Regions from separate parts of the Gossypium hirsutum genome. Here all the other regions are linked to region 1. A link is a contact called in public Hi-C data. All regions are on one chromosome and are shown on one strand. Each heading gives the region's core, a stretch centred on a gene start, on an enhancer-like site or on the middle of the called end of the contact. The rest is flanking DNA. Distances are from core to core; before and after follow the strand shown.

What was found. A called contact is a pair of places that touch in the nucleus more often than the background predicts.
Region 2: a contact with region 1 is called in a Hi-C map of leaf, with 2.6 times the contacts expected there. The contact joins the promoter of LOC107894997 here to the promoter of LOC107893812 in region 1. A contact is called at or near these places in 10 of 34 Hi-C or Micro-C datasets (callus, fibers, hypocotyl and 3 more).
Region 3: a contact with region 1 is called in a Hi-C map of leaf, with 2.9 times the contacts expected there. The contact joins the promoter of LOC107894712 here to the promoter of LOC107893812 in region 1. A contact is called at or near these places in 11 of 34 Hi-C or Micro-C datasets (callus, hypocotyl and leaf).

What each region holds. Positions count from the first base shown.
Region 1 is chrA13:68,965,322-68,968,021 of Gossypium_hirsutum_v2.1, reverse strand. It overlaps LOC107893812 (NAC domain-containing protein 92-like), which reads right to left and starts at 1,320. Exons shown (of 3, transcript NM_001326819.2): 1 at 947-1,320; 2 at 576-856; 3 at 1-361. The coding sequence starts at 1,136.
Region 2 is chrA13:68,663,736-68,666,435 of Gossypium_hirsutum_v2.1, reverse strand. It overlaps LOC107894997 (thioredoxin-like 1-1, chloroplastic), which reads left to right and starts at 1,416. Exons shown (of 4, transcript NM_001326831.2): 1 at 1,416-1,835; 2 at 2,302-2,481; 3 at 2,559-2,700. The coding sequence starts at 1,587.
Region 3 is chrA13:68,611,213-68,613,912 of Gossypium_hirsutum_v2.1, reverse strand. LOC107894712 reads right to left here and starts at 1,438. Exons shown (of 2, transcript XM_016819960.2): 1 at 1,308-1,438; 2 at 629-1,210. The coding sequence starts at 1,310. The coding sequence ends at 875.

The sequences.
Region 1 (2,700 bases), core at 71-2,570:
TTGATGAAAACTGCTCCACCTTGTTGCACTGCCTCTGCCCGATATGATCACCACTGTAATTGCCTGCCAATGCTCTTATACTTGCCTCGTCCTCGGTTCGGAAGCTGCCAGTGCCGGAATCCGAGGTCTCTGGATGGAAGAAAACGGGGTCTTGGGTTGGAATTTGAGGGTTGAAAATAGAGCTTGAAACTGGGGTTTTATTGATGGCCTTGAATTCAGATTCACAATCAAAAGTAGGATCCATGAGAGGAGGCAATGAAGCATAGTCCATAAATTCATCCCCAAGAGAAGCCATTGCAATTGGACTTTTATTGATCCCTGCTGTATTCTTATGAAAAACCCTACAAACAACCCATTCATCCTGCAACAAGCCAAAAAATATGTTAATAATAAGTAGAGCTTTATTCTTCATTTGCACAAAAGCAAAGAATGAGACCCCGGTCCCCATGAAAATAAACCCTCAACCAAATTAACCCCCTTCCAATTAGAACCAAATATTCCGTCTTATGGGTGTATAAGAAAAAGTTGTAGATACTAAAATTCGAATTTGAGAGTGAAGCTTTAAATTAAATTACCTTAGCAGCTTTGGGAAGATTATAGTAAGAGAATTTGCCTTCAAGCCTATATTCATGCATGACCCAGTTAGTTTTCTCTCCCCGTGGAGCTCTCCCTTTATAGAAAACAAGGGTCTTTTTCATCCCAACAAGGCAACCTTTTCCTTTGAAAATCTCTTTATCTTTTCCAGTTGCCTTCCAATATCCAGCTTGGGTTGCTCGGTTTGTTCTCATCCCGGTCGGGTACTTCCTATCTCTTTGGCAAAAGAAGTACCATTCTTTCTCCCCCATCTTGGCTTTGTCTGCAGTAACCAACCAAACAGCAAACAAAAATTAGATACAAATAGTATAGATTTGAATTTCAACATCTGAGCTTGAAAAAGAAGGCTTACCAGGCAAATCCCAAGGTTCAGACTTGTTCAAATCAGCTTCCCCAATAGCAGCGGCACTGAAGTTGCTGTTCATAACCTTCTCTAAAAGATAATGAGTTATAATCTCCTCATCGGTAGGATGAAACCGAAAACCAGGCGGCAACTCCATCAGCTCTTGTTGTCGTTGGTTAACAACAATGGCGTCTTCCATGGGAAAACTCGATCCAAATTATAGAAACCCTTTATGAATTTATGCAAAAGAAAAAGAAACCCAAAAAGCTAGAAATAATGCAGAGCAACAGTTGTGGAAAGCAAAAAGAAAGGAGAAAGATTTTATAGAGGAAATCTGAAGCTAGCTTTTGCAGAAGAGAAAAAGGGAAGGCCGTTAAGAAACTAGAACAAAGGGAAAAACAAGAGCTTATATAGAGGAGATAATGTTCCATCGAAAGATCCGTAGGCTTCAAGGCACTTACAAAGGAAGCCTCATAGGCTTATTCAATTTCGTTTTTATTTATTTTCTTAGCCATATCTGCCTGTTTGAAAATTTGGAAAACAAATAGCATCACACTTTAATAAATAATTAAATAGGAGGTTTCTATGCTAGTGGGGAACTTTTTCTTTAATTTTTAGCAATATTTCCATATGTTTAAAACCTAACCCGAACAACAAATTCTATTGCCCGTTTTGGATAATTGGAAATTTCCCAGAACATCTCCTTTAATCAATTAAAATTTTGTGGATTAATTTCCAAGTGCAAATATTCTTGAAGGAAATACTGCTTGCTTTCAAATGATTTTATTCCATGAATTTTTCAAGCTTAGCTTCAAATATTCTTTAATGGAAACCACTCCATTCGCGGGAATCAAGATCAATGAAATTTCATGGAAATTTCAAACTATTAGGTTCAAACCCTTTTTTTTATACATATTTTTGTGCAAATAATAATCTGTTTTTGAAATATATTAGTGAGAAATATAATTTATTATTTTTAAGCTTCCTCATTGTCAATTGTGATCATTAAAATTGTAAAATCGAATGTTGATTATGACAATATAAAACGATCACAAAGCAATAAAAAAAATCAAAACAGAAGAGAAGAAAATTCACTAATGTTGAAAATTAAATGATATAAGAGAAGTTTCGACTAAACAAACATTATTCTAATTAAAGTCAAATAGAGGAAGTGTAGTTCTGTATAGATTTTAAATTAAATCACACAGATTCTCTAATTTTGTCACTATATTATTTCTTTAATAGAAATTTGAGTGCACACAACTCTAACAAAAATAAATTCAAGAACTATTTTTAACTTAAATTCACTAAATCACATATATTATAGGATATAATCATATTATAAATTAGTCATTAATTGTGTCCTATTTATGTAGATATCCGTAAAATCAAATTAATTTTATATGTTTTAGTGGTTTTAATTTATATAATTCTGTCATATTTTATAACGTTAGATTTTACTATTTTATTTTTCATGTGTGTGTGAAAACAAAGCTTATCTTATGTTTATAAAAAGTGCGACATAACAAAAGCGTACAAATAAATTGAAAAAAGTTCCTTTTATTACTTTATTTAACCTCATTATATTAAGTAAATTATTGTTTTAACAATTAACTATTTTTGGTACATGTTTTAATACTTAACTGAGGATAAGTATTTAATACATTAATAATATCTTTTTTTTTAAATTAAATAAATATTTTTTAATAATATATTATATCTTTATAAAATAATTGTCAACTCTTAAACTTTATTTAAAAAAT
Region 2 (2,700 bases), core at 167-2,666, 300 kb after region 1:
TTATATGGTTTTTTCTATTCGCACTACCTGTACCAATCAAAATCTTTATTTTCCCTTCTCTTGTACAGTTCAAGTTTTTCATGAAACAACTTTGAACATTGCAAATTTGCAAAACAAAATTCAAACAATTTGTTTCTCTAATCTCTAACATTGATTTTTAGATCGGCTTGGATCTAAGGTATGTTATTCTACTCGTCAATGAGTATTGATTCACCGTACCGATCGTCAAATCGTCGCTTGGAGCTCGTTGTTAGAACTTTAAAAAGAAAAGTTTATAACCTAGTGATTTAAATAAAAATTTTTGAATAATTCGATGACCAAATTATAACTCTTTTTAATTAAGTGAAGAAAATAAAAACTTACCCATAATTTAATAACTAATGATATAGTTTACCCTAACAAAATAAGGTCATTGAGTAAAATTATTAAATTTGTTCCTTTAAACTATTTCCCCTATTTATTTCATTTACATCAAATTCCAAAATAAAATACTTAATGTTTTAAAAATATAAATTTAGAAACAATTATTATTTTTTCTGTAAAAAACTGATAGTAGTTTAGAATGTAGGTAGTAATAATATTTTATTATGTAGAAAATTTTAATAATAACGTTGCAAAGATATAATTTTTATACATTAATTTATCTTATAAATATATAAATTTATGCAAAATTGCTTTGTAAAACAATATGAAAGACTGTCTCACTAAAAGGTGTATCTCTATAAAAAGATATATTATGGAAAGATACACCTATTTTATGTAAAAAAAAACTTTTTTATTAGCCATTTTTATTGTTTTATTTGAAATATTAAGGGTTTTTATTATACGTTAAATGCATATAAAAATTTTTAAGGAAAATATTTTACACGCCTAAAAAATCGCTATATTTTAGTAATATGATTCTATTTTCTTTATTTATATTTTTTAATAATTTATTTTTCTAATAATAATATCCCGATTAAATATTTAAATTTAATTTTTTATTTATTCATAATCTTTAAGGTGGAACATACAAGGTTGCTTTATTTTTCTGAGGAAATAAAAAATAAAAAAAATTCCAGGGTGGCCACAAAGGAAATGATGTGGGTAAAGGAACGACCTTTTATCCAAAGCATATCTGAAACTTCTTTTTATTTTTGCAAAATTGTAGGTATGATGCTACGTGTCTTAAAATTCACTGATCACGTGCATCTCCAGACCACCATAAAAACCGGCCAACACAATGAAATTTTTTTTAAAGAAAACCTTATCCAATACGTTTTCAATTTTTCCATCAAATACAAAATTATCCGACAAAAAAACATCTTTGACCGTTAGATTCACACCATGACAAAACCCGATCAACGGTTGAAGTCAATCCTTAGACCTTAAAATAACCAACAAAAACTGGCAAAGCAAATCCTACACAGAAAAGGGTGAAAGAGAAAAAGGAAATCACTTTTGCTTTAAACTTCAAAGACACTGCAAAAGAAACTCTCCTCTGTTTTTGTTGTATTTTAATTTTGATTGTGAGATTATAGCAAAGGGTTCAGTTTTCAATCTGCGTTTTTTTTTAGTGTCGTTGTGAGAAAAAAAAAAAACTAGTTATGGCTGAAGTTTTGGGGAAGGGAAATCTGTTTACGACTTGTAACTATAGTCAGACGAAGAATCTAGAAGGTGGAACTTGTTTGGTTCCTAAGAAAATTTCTGGGTTTTCTTTAGAAAGGAACGGTTTTTCTTCTTTAAAGGTTAAATCTCAGGCTTTAAGAAGTGATTTTAATGGGCAAAGAATGGTTTTTTTGGAGAAGAAAAGTATGAACAGGCGAAGGTTTTGTCAAGTTCCCATCAAAGCACAGGTTTGATTTAATCAACTTTACATCTTGTTAATTTCAATTTCTGGATCTTTGCTTCTTTTTGTCCTTATTTTTGTGGAAAAGCGTGGGTATATTTTTATTTGTTTAGTTGTGTCAATTTATTTTATGATTAATTTTTATTTAATTTTGAATTTCTTGATAATTTACTTTTTTTCTTTTCTATTATTAGCTTTCTACAGTTAGTTCTTTGCTCAGTTTTTACATACCAAAGATCAAAAATCTTTAAATAGAAATCGCCTTATATATGTGTAAAAATTTTGATTTTTTTCCCTTTAACACAAAGATTAAACAAGAAATTTTACTCTTTCTTTCTTCTTTTGTTTGAAAATCTGTAGTAGTATTATGATTTAAATTCTTTTTGTCCCCATAAGCTGATCTGTACATAGATCAATCAAGAAATACTAATTGGTTTCACTTTTTTTTTTCTGGGTTTGTTTAATGGAATCAGATGCAAAGTGGTCTTATTGGTCGAATTCAGAAATGGTGGGAGAAAGGGCTTCAACCAAATATGAAAGAAGTTGCATCTGCACAAGACCTAGTAGACTCTCTTCTGAATGCTGGTGATAAGCTTGTTGTGGTAGATTTCTTCTCCCCTGGTTGTGGTGGTTGCAAGGCTCTTCATCCCAAGGTATATATATGTATAGCTCTGTATCTAGATTTTGTTTTTGGGGTTTTATGTATTTTGATTGATTGTGGATTTGGCAGATTTGCCAATTTGCAGAGATGAATCCAGATGTGCAGTTTCTTCAGGTTAATTACGAGGAGCACAAGTCAATGTGCTATAGCCTTAATGTCCATGTGCTGCCTTTCTTCCGGTTCTATCGAGGTGCGCAGGGGCGTGTATGCA
Region 3 (2,700 bases), core at 189-2,688, 350 kb after region 1:
TAAACTTATTTACTTCCTAAAAATATATGAATACGGAATGCATGTACAATAAAATTAGTCAACTAAATTCATCCGAATTTTATCGTATTAAAGATGGAAATTTCAAAGGTTGCACTTCAAAGACCATCCATTAGCGATTTCAAGCTTTTCACAAGTCTCATTTGTTTATTTTATGAGTGACAATTGCATCAGTTTGACAGTGGAGTTGATAAGGTGTGAGTGTTATCTGTTTTGGGTTTTAACATAGGCAAAATTAATTAATCATTGCTAGTTTCAAAAGTGTGACCTCTCTCTTTTAGTAATTAAAACTATGATTATTGAGGTCTACTTTTCCAGCATAACTTGGCTTATAAATTCTTTTTCTGATCTCTCCATGAACCATAGCTAGCGAAGTTACTAGGATTTGATACTAATGGCAAAAGGATTTGCACTTCAGACACTGCAAATGAGTTCAAGGAACCTGTAACACAAATACACCCATGAAGGGATGGCTTCTTCATAACTGTGCCATAAATCCTCTGACAGAGGGATGTATACCAATAGCACTAAAAGGAAATGTCAATTTAACAAACATATTTATTAAAAAATTAACCTAAATAAGTTTGATTGAATGGTAAAAATTCAAATGTGAAAAATTAAAGAAGTCTGAATTTTAATCTTATTATGCGAGTAGTGAGAGTGTTTTCATCTTTTCCCAATTGAGTTCATACCCAATTAACTTATAACACGAATAAATTTATAATATGTATGGATATGCCATTAAAAAATGAAACTAATAATTTTATTGATTTAAACCCTTCCAAAGTAGCATAGTATATAACGTCACAACTTAACCCCCAAGCTTGACCCAAACCTTGAAACACCACTTGAGCTGCTAAGCTTGGCCATCGGCACCACCATCCCCAGGGCGGCCCGGGCGAGATTGAGCTTTGTCCAGTGCTTCAGTGAAGTCCCTCACAGCTTCCTCTATCAAGCTCTTGATGGTTTCCTCGTCAAAACTACCGTTGTTCTCGTTATCAAATCCTGCATCAACACCAATGTCACTCAGTAAATGATCAGTCAATTCTACAATGGCTTTATACTCAGCAAGCAATCTCTTATGTTCTTCGAGTGCTTTTTCCAAAGCTATTAGCCTTTCTTCCATGTATATATTCTCATATCGCATCCCTTCCAGTTCAACTTTCATGGCTTCAAGAACATTCTCTGCATCCTGTATCAATTGCCCAAAAAAATGAAAAAGAAAAGGGTGAATGATGGATGAAGAAGAGGATTTGAGACCGAAATGATTGAAAGGAAAGGATGTTTACCATATCAGAAACAAGTAAATAAAAACAGAATTAGAAGGCGGAGAATGAACAAGAACTTAATATGAAAGGGTTTTGGTACTTATAAGCAATTATTATGACATATGATGGGATAAAGTTTTTGTTCAAAAAAGAAAAAAAACTGAAAACAAACTTATTATTATATTTCAATATCAACTGTTTTGGTATTTAATGATTAGGACATTGGGTTTGCTTAAGTAGGGAAATGGGATAGAGTTTGGTTTATAGTTGGAGGTTGACATCACATACACTGAAATGCAAACCATATATGGTCCATGGTCCATAGTCCATAAGTAAAATCTTAGAAACTGTAGTCCATAGTCCATATGTAAAATCTTAGAAATCATAGTCCATGGTCCATATATAAAATCTATTATATTAGAGTCATAACAAAGGGGAAAATTGGAATAGCCTATCAAAAACTAGCATTGAAGCTACAATGATCAGCATGCCTAGGGATATGGTATAGGATTTTATTAGCGCTTTTATTTTTGCTTATATATTTTATTAGCTCTTTGAAGTGCATAAGATTTCAACCAAATACAACTCGATTGGGAAAACATCATGCTTGTCTAATCATCTGAATCACTGTTTTTGTAATTATCCTTCTAAGATTTACCTCAAACCAACCAACTCCATTGGCTAAACAATATGCTTATCCAAATCTCCTATTATTTTTATTATTTTTTTTAATTTTTTAAAGTATTCATTTGAGCGAGTTCCATGCCTAAACTTTCGCGTTTTATAGACTTATTAAAGAGGTGAATATTAACCACTAATTTAATTAATTTATTAATAATAATGAATGTGATCATATTTAAAATAAAGATTATAGATATAAACATTCAAAACCCAAATAAGATAAATACTGCATGTAAACAATTATAAAATTTTTTTAGTTTAAATTGTTAATAATTTGAAATGTTAAAAGGAAGTTTCAAAAGTGTGAAACTAAAGCTAAATGCAAATAAACTTAGACATCTGAATTTAAATATTCTATATCTTTTCAATTCAGTTTTTGGAATTAGATTCTCTATTTTTAGTCATTGTGATAATAAGGTTTAGACTGTTCATTCCATGAACAACATTGATAAGTTTAACATTTTTTTCTATATCGGTTGATTAGTATAACAATGTTTTTGAATTTTTTTTTTAAATATTTTTAAGAAACAAGGAATTAAGACTAAGAGAAACAAATGTAGGTTATTAGGAGCGCATACAACTCACTGTCTAGTTTCTTTTCTGAGTCGCGGAAAGTTTGTGATCTCTCGGTAGAGAGGTATAGAGTGGAAAATAAGACAAATGTCACCAAAAGGCAGAAAAAGCTTCCTTTCCACAATTTTTATATCCTTAAAATAAAAATCAATTAAGTCCT